Linked DNA regions of Rattus norvegicus: region 1 is linked to region 2. The links are chromatin contacts, called in public Hi-C maps. All regions are on one chromosome and are shown on one strand. Each heading gives the region's core, a stretch centred on a gene start, on an enhancer-like site or on the middle of the called end of the contact. The rest is flanking DNA. Distances are from core to core; before and after follow the strand shown. Region 1 holds the start of Pif1 (PIF1 5'-to-3' DNA helicase). Region 2 holds the start of Mtfmt (mitochondrial methionyl-tRNA formyltransferase).

Region 1 (3,080 bases), core at 524-3,023, 160 kb after region 2:
TTGTCACTCTGGTCCTCATAACTGACTGGCCACAGTGCTAGATGCATAGAATTATAACATTAGGTGGACGAAGAAAGATCAGAAACTCAATGTTATATCCTGTAAGTAGAACCTAGAGATATTTGAGGTCAGCCTTGGACACATAATGTCATAGAGGGAGGAGGGGGAGAAGGAAGGAAGGAAGGAAGGAAGGAAGGAAGGAAGAAAGAAAGAAAGAAAGAAAGAAAGAAGAGGATTTAGTCTGTAGTGGCTATCATTATCTGTAAAATGAGGTGACTCGACCCACCCAGAAGATCCCTTCCAGCTATGTAATTTCAAACTTCAGTGAAGGAAAAATAATAATTAAAAATAAGTTTCCAAAGCTGGATCTTGTCAGGTGCCTGTAGTCACAGCTATTTAGGAGGCTGAAGGAGGATCCCTTAAGGCCAGGAATTTAAGACCAGCCTACACAAGGTAACAAGGCCCCAGCTGAAAAAAAATACATTCTCTGCGCAATCAAAGCAACAAGAGGAGTAAGAATTCCCTGAGAACAAGGACTCACTGGCTTCCTTTATAACAACTGGACATCTGACACTGGTCTCAGCACGGTAAAAGAGACAAATGTATAGAATAATTCTTAGGGGGGCAGAGAAGGGGAAAAATAAATAAATAAGGGAACAGGGAAGCGGACATGGCTGGCCCAGGGAATGACCTGAACAGGAGACAATGGTTCTGTGGGTGGGAACAGGGTGTGCAAAGGACTAGGTAGTTTCTCCCCAAGGCTAAGCACAGCCAGGTGGCGGTGGTGGGTGTGAGAAAAGCAGGCCGTGTAAATAAAACGGTTCTCAAATCTTCAGAACCGCCTCGGCGACAGTACACCATGAGCCTTGGAACCGCAGCCCCTTCCCTACCCCGCCACGCCCACACGTGGAACTCTAAAACGCACGCTCCCCCAACACAAAAAGGCTGGTTCTGGTTAACTGTTGGAACGCCGAAGAAACGCCCGCCCCTGGACACGCCCCCGCTCCTGTCCCTGATTGGCTAGAGAATTTAAAGACCAGGCCGGTGATTGGGTAATTTTTTTATTCCTAGTATTTGAAAGTTCTTAGTGCCTTGGCTTTGCTGCCGGCCGGTTCAGATCTGCCTTTTCATCCGAAAGCAACCAGTGAGTCTGTCGGATCCTTGAGGTGGGAGGCAAAGAACGTGACTATTTTAGTGATCCTCGCTGGGAGAGGTACTGATTCGTGGGTCAGACGGAGGGACAATGGATTCCTGGGCCCGGAGGTTCCATACATTCCCTAAGAATTCACCCTTTCCAAAGCACTGGAATCACACTGACCCTGATACCTACTAATTGGTTTATGAAGGGGGTGTGCCTGTCTCAGCCTGTTTTCACCTCCAGCCAGTCTCCTTCCCATCGCCCAACGTGTGGTTATTGTTCTGCTTCCTGGGTAGAAGTCCCTGATGAGTCCGGTGTTGGCCTGGGTGGGTCTTTTTTTTTTTTTTTCTGTTCAGGAACACCTTTCTAATGTGGCCATTGCAGGACAGTTGCTCGTCAGTCCTAAGTGCAGTTAATGCCACCTTCCACCTCTCCGAGAGCTACAGCAGAGGACGTTTCTCCTCGCTCTAGAGTGCTTGGAATATCTTGGTGGCACCTCCTGTTACCAGTGACAACCTGCTTGACCCTAAGTGATCTGGACAGGATTTTCTGTCACGGCAGCCATACTGCCTATTACACCCCGATTTTCTGTGACTTGTGTGCTTCGGTCCCTGAACGCCTGCAGAGGCATTGGAGATGCCTTCTAGCACTGAGGTGGCGACCGATGAATGTGATGACACCGAGCTGCGGTGCCGGGTAGCCGTAGAGGAGCTGAGTCCTGGAGGGCAACCTCGCAAGCGCCAGGCTCTGCGCGCCGCAGAGCTGAGCCTAGGTCGGAATGAACGCCGCGAGTTGATGCTGCGACTGCAGGCACCCGGACCCGAAGGGCGGCCACGCTGTTTCCCACTGCGCGCCGTGCGCCTCTTCACCCGCTTCGCCGCAGTTGGGCGCAGCACTTTGCGACTCCCGGCCGATGGCGTGCCCCGGGCTGGCTCAGTGCAACTGCTGCTCTCTGACTGTCCCCCGGAGCGCTTGCGCCGCTTCCTGCGCACCCTGCGCCTGAAGCTGGCGGTCGCCCCTGGGCCGGGACCCGCCTCTGCCCGTGCGCAATTGCTCGGTCCGCGGCCCCGAGACTTTGTCACGATCAGTCCAGTGCAGCCGGAGGAACTGCGCCGTGCTGCGGCCACCAAGGCTCCAGACTCAGCGCTGGAAAAGCGGCCAATGGAATCCCAGCCTAGTATGGTGAGGACCAGAAAGGGAGTGGAGAGCTTTTATTGAGGATCAAGGAAACCCAGGAGGTCCGAGGTTGGGGGAAGATAGTCAGCAGTATTAAGGAGACAGCTGGTGATCTGAAATGCCCATCATTTGAGAACGGTGATGATGAGCTGTAAATCACCCATGCTTCCCCTCCAGTAATTCTTTAGATAAGCTGAGAACAGGAAAATAGCATCCAGGCCATATCCAAAGAGATAGTGGCAGAGAAGACCAGGCAAGGAAACTTAGGAAGGAAGAAAGAGTATTAGAGTCCCAGAAGAGAGGAGCTTTTGGAACGGAGCGGGTCAGGAACAGGCAATAATCCAATCACCTGAGGAGAAAACCCGTCAGGAGAGTCTGACAAAGCTTTTAGATGCAATCAGGTGTGGTCGCCAGTCTAAGACGCCTGGCATTGAACGGGTGAAAAGCCAGAAGTGGAGGCTAGTATCCGTTGGGACTGTCTTCAGATGACCCAGACCTGCTCAAAGTTCCAAGTGAAGCCTAGAACAAAGCAAAGGGCTGTTTTGCAATGCATACAGACCAAGCAACATGGCAGGAGGTTCTGACACAGCCCTGTTCCTCCCAGGAAGCTCCAAGGTGGCCCCTGCCTGTGAAGAAGCTACGCATGCCCTCCAGCAAACCGAAGCTTTCCGAAGAGCAGGCCGCTGTGCTGCGGATGGTTCTGAAAGGCCAGAGCATATTCTTTACCGGGAGTGCAGGTAATAGAGAAAGAATGGCGTGGTGGGTA
Region 2 (3,107 bases), core at 345-2,844:
GCAGCTATGTTCAAAATAAGATTGGTCCAGGGCCTCTGGGTTTCAGGCCATGTATCAGGAATTGGATGAGAGAAGAGCTTGATGTCACTGTGTTACTAGAGCCAGCTTCACAGGCATGGCCCACATTAAGGAACCCAACGTTACCTGCCTTGGAAACACACATCTGAACACCAATGGTCTTCAGAGGTCTCAGGCAGACAGCTCATGCCTTGTTTCTCCTATCATCTTCCTGATAGTATCCCACATGCAAGGTGTGAAGATCTAAAGAGAATCTAAGGTTCGTGGCATGACTTTGGAGAAGTAAGCAAGCCTTAGTTTCCTCGAGTGTAAGGGGGAATGCTGAGTTGCTTAGTAGCTAAGATTTCTGTCCAGGTCAAATAGTTATGATCATGACTTTGGAGCTGGAGGGACAGGACCCTTACCCCACTCCAAGTCTGGCACCTTCCAGCACTGTAGACCTTATTGGCCCACTGGGTATCAGGTCTCTTCAATTACAAGGGTTGAGATAATAGCTCCCTTGGATGGGTCATCTGAAATAATAGACATGAAATATGTAAATTGTGGTGTAATAACTGTTAGTTGTAGTGGCTGAGAAAATTATACTATGTTTATTGTATCATGATCTGACAAGATGTGAGATTTGTTCTCGAATGAGTTCTTTCTGCAGTGACCTCAGTGGCGGCAGCGTTGGTGGTGGTGCAGAGGTCAGGGTTGAGAGACCTGGGTTCAATTCCCAGCTTCAACATGGTGGCTCACAGCCATCTGATCTCCAGTTCCAACAAGCACACATGTGGTGCACATACATGTACGCAAGCAAACATTCACACATATTTACTTTAAAAGCTGTTGCAAAAGTTCAGTTCCCAGCAGGCACATGGGACACACACACACCCCGAATTCAGTTCTAAGCACACATATAGGACAAGACAGTCAGACATACACATAATTAAAAATAAATTCGTGGGACTGGAGAGATGGCTCAGCAGTTAAGAGCACTGGCTTCCCTTCCAAAGGACCCAGGTTCAATTCCCAGGCCCACGTGGCAGCTCATAACTATCTCGAGTAGTAGGGAATTTCATAGACATACATGCAAGCAAAACACCAAAAGCACATAAAACAAAAATAAATTTTAAAAATTAATTTGTAAAGGTTTTTTTTTAAGATTTATTTATTATGTATACAGTGTTCTGCCTGTATGTATGCCTGCAGGCCAGAAGAGGGCACCAGCTCTCATTACAGATGGTTGTGAGCCACCACGTGGTTGCTGGGAATTGAACTCAGGACCTCTGGAAGACCAGTCAGTGCTCTTAACCACTGAGCCATGTTTCCAGCCCAATTTGTAAAGTTTTTAAAAATAGTTTCTTTTAAAGGTTCATTTTATTTTATTCATGTGAGTGTCTCGCTTGTGTGTACGTATCTGCAGTGTTCTTTAGCTGGGCTAAATAATACACATCAAAATACACTCAAATTTCTTTCTTAGTGATTACTCAGTTGGGCCACGCCTCCAAAGCGGCAGGCCCCGCCTCGTCCTCTGCGTGTGCTTAGGCCTTTGAGCCCTATGCTCCGCCCCCTGGGCACGCATGCGCATGGTGGGCCGCTGCGGGCCGAGGTGATGCTTCTTCCGCGGCGTTGCTGGGGTCCGTGGCTGGCGGGAAGGAGGCCACGCTGTTCCTGTCAGTCACCTGCTGGGTTCAGCGGGAAGGACCGCCGAAGCTCCCGGGTCCGCGAGAAGCCACCTTGGCGGGTGCTGTTCTTCGGCACCGACCACTTTGCCCGGGAAGCCCTGCGGGCGCTGCACGCTGCCAGGTATCGAGGCGGGGTCCTATGCCGAGCCGCGGCGGCGACCCCAAGCCAGCTGGGGTCCTGGGAAGGCACCCCGTTGGATCCCGGCCCGCGGAGCTCCTGTGGCTCCTGCAGCACCTGCGAGCAGACCCTCCATCCCCCTGCGCCTGGGAACCAGTACTTGGCGAGGCCCGGCCAGTGCCCAGGGCCGTGGGCGGAGCCGGTTAGCTGTAATGGGCTGTGACTCCAAAGTTCGTCCCTTCCAGTTGTTGCTGCGGCTGCTCAGCCCTCCTGTTGGTGGCCTCCAGTTAGGCCTGAACAGCCTCTAACGAACCGTTTTCAACAGTTTCGTATACATCTAATATTTATGTGACTTAACACACTTTGGCTACTAGGGAGAAAGTCCTGGAAGTCTGCTATCTCTACCACCTCACTTCCCTCCCAGCCTAAGGTTATTTGGTTATTTATCGGTCCCTTGTTTCCTGGCATGTCCCCTTCCCTGGTTCTCTCACCTCCATCCCTGCCTTCCTACAGATACCTCTCTCTTTTTTTTTTTTTTTTTTTCTTTTTTCTTTTTTTCGGAGCTGGGGACCGAACCCAGGGCCTTGCTCTTGCTAGTCAAGCGCTCTACCACTGAGCTAAATCCCCAACCCCCAGATACTTCTCTTTTTAAAGAAAATTTTTATTTTTAAATTTTGTTTGTATGTGTGTGCCTCTGAGCATGTGTCTGTGGAGGCCGAAAGAGGGGAATCAGATTCCCTGGAGCCGGAGTTACAGGCAACTGTGAACTACACACTCTTGATGCTATAAGGAGAGAACTGACTCCTCAAAGTTTTCCTCTCATTTCCACACACATACGGTAGCACACGCCTGCACCACGTACACAGTAATAATAAAAGATAAAATTTGATTTTTTGTATTAAATGTAAAACTCTATTTGTTGGTTGCAAAAGTCTTAATTATGGGGGTTGGGGATTTAGCTCAGTGGTAGAGCGCTTGCCTAGCAAGCGCAAGGCCCTGGGTTCGGTCCCCAGCTCCGGGGGGGGGGTCTTAATTATTTTAGCTCTAAGTTAGTTTAGCCATGGGTTTAATCATAAAAATAGCTTTGCTGTGCATGAAGTAGTTTAGCTTTGAGCTGTTGCCCTGACATGATTTTTTTTCCCCCAATCTTTCTAATTCAGAGACAACAAAGAGGAAAAGTTAATTGAGAAACTGGAGGTTGTCACGGTGCCTTCGATATCCCCTAAAGGACTACCTGTGAAGCAATATGCTATACAGTCTCAGCTCCCGGTATATGAGTGGCCCGACATGGGATCCGGAGAATA

What was found. A called contact is a pair of places that touch in the nucleus more often than the background predicts.
Region 1: a Hi-C map of liver shows a contact between it and region 2, with 3 times the contacts expected there. The contact joins the promoter of Pif1 here to the promoter of Mtfmt in region 2. A contact is called at or near these places in 7 of 12 Hi-C or Micro-C datasets (the A7r5 cell line, the Rat2 cell line, Schwann cells and 3 more).

The regions. Positions count from the first base shown.
Region 1 is chr8:75,005,080-75,008,159 of GRCr8, forward strand. Pif1 (PIF1 5'-to-3' DNA helicase) reads left to right here and starts at 1,774. Exons shown (of 12, transcript NM_001044253.1): 1 at 1,774-2,320; 2 at 2,919-3,051. The coding sequence starts at 1,775.
Region 2 is chr8:74,847,370-74,850,476 of GRCr8, forward strand. Mtfmt (mitochondrial methionyl-tRNA formyltransferase) reads left to right here and starts at 1,595. Exons shown (of 9, transcript NM_001009697.1): 1 at 1,595-1,806; 2 at 2,964-3,107. The coding sequence starts at 1,613.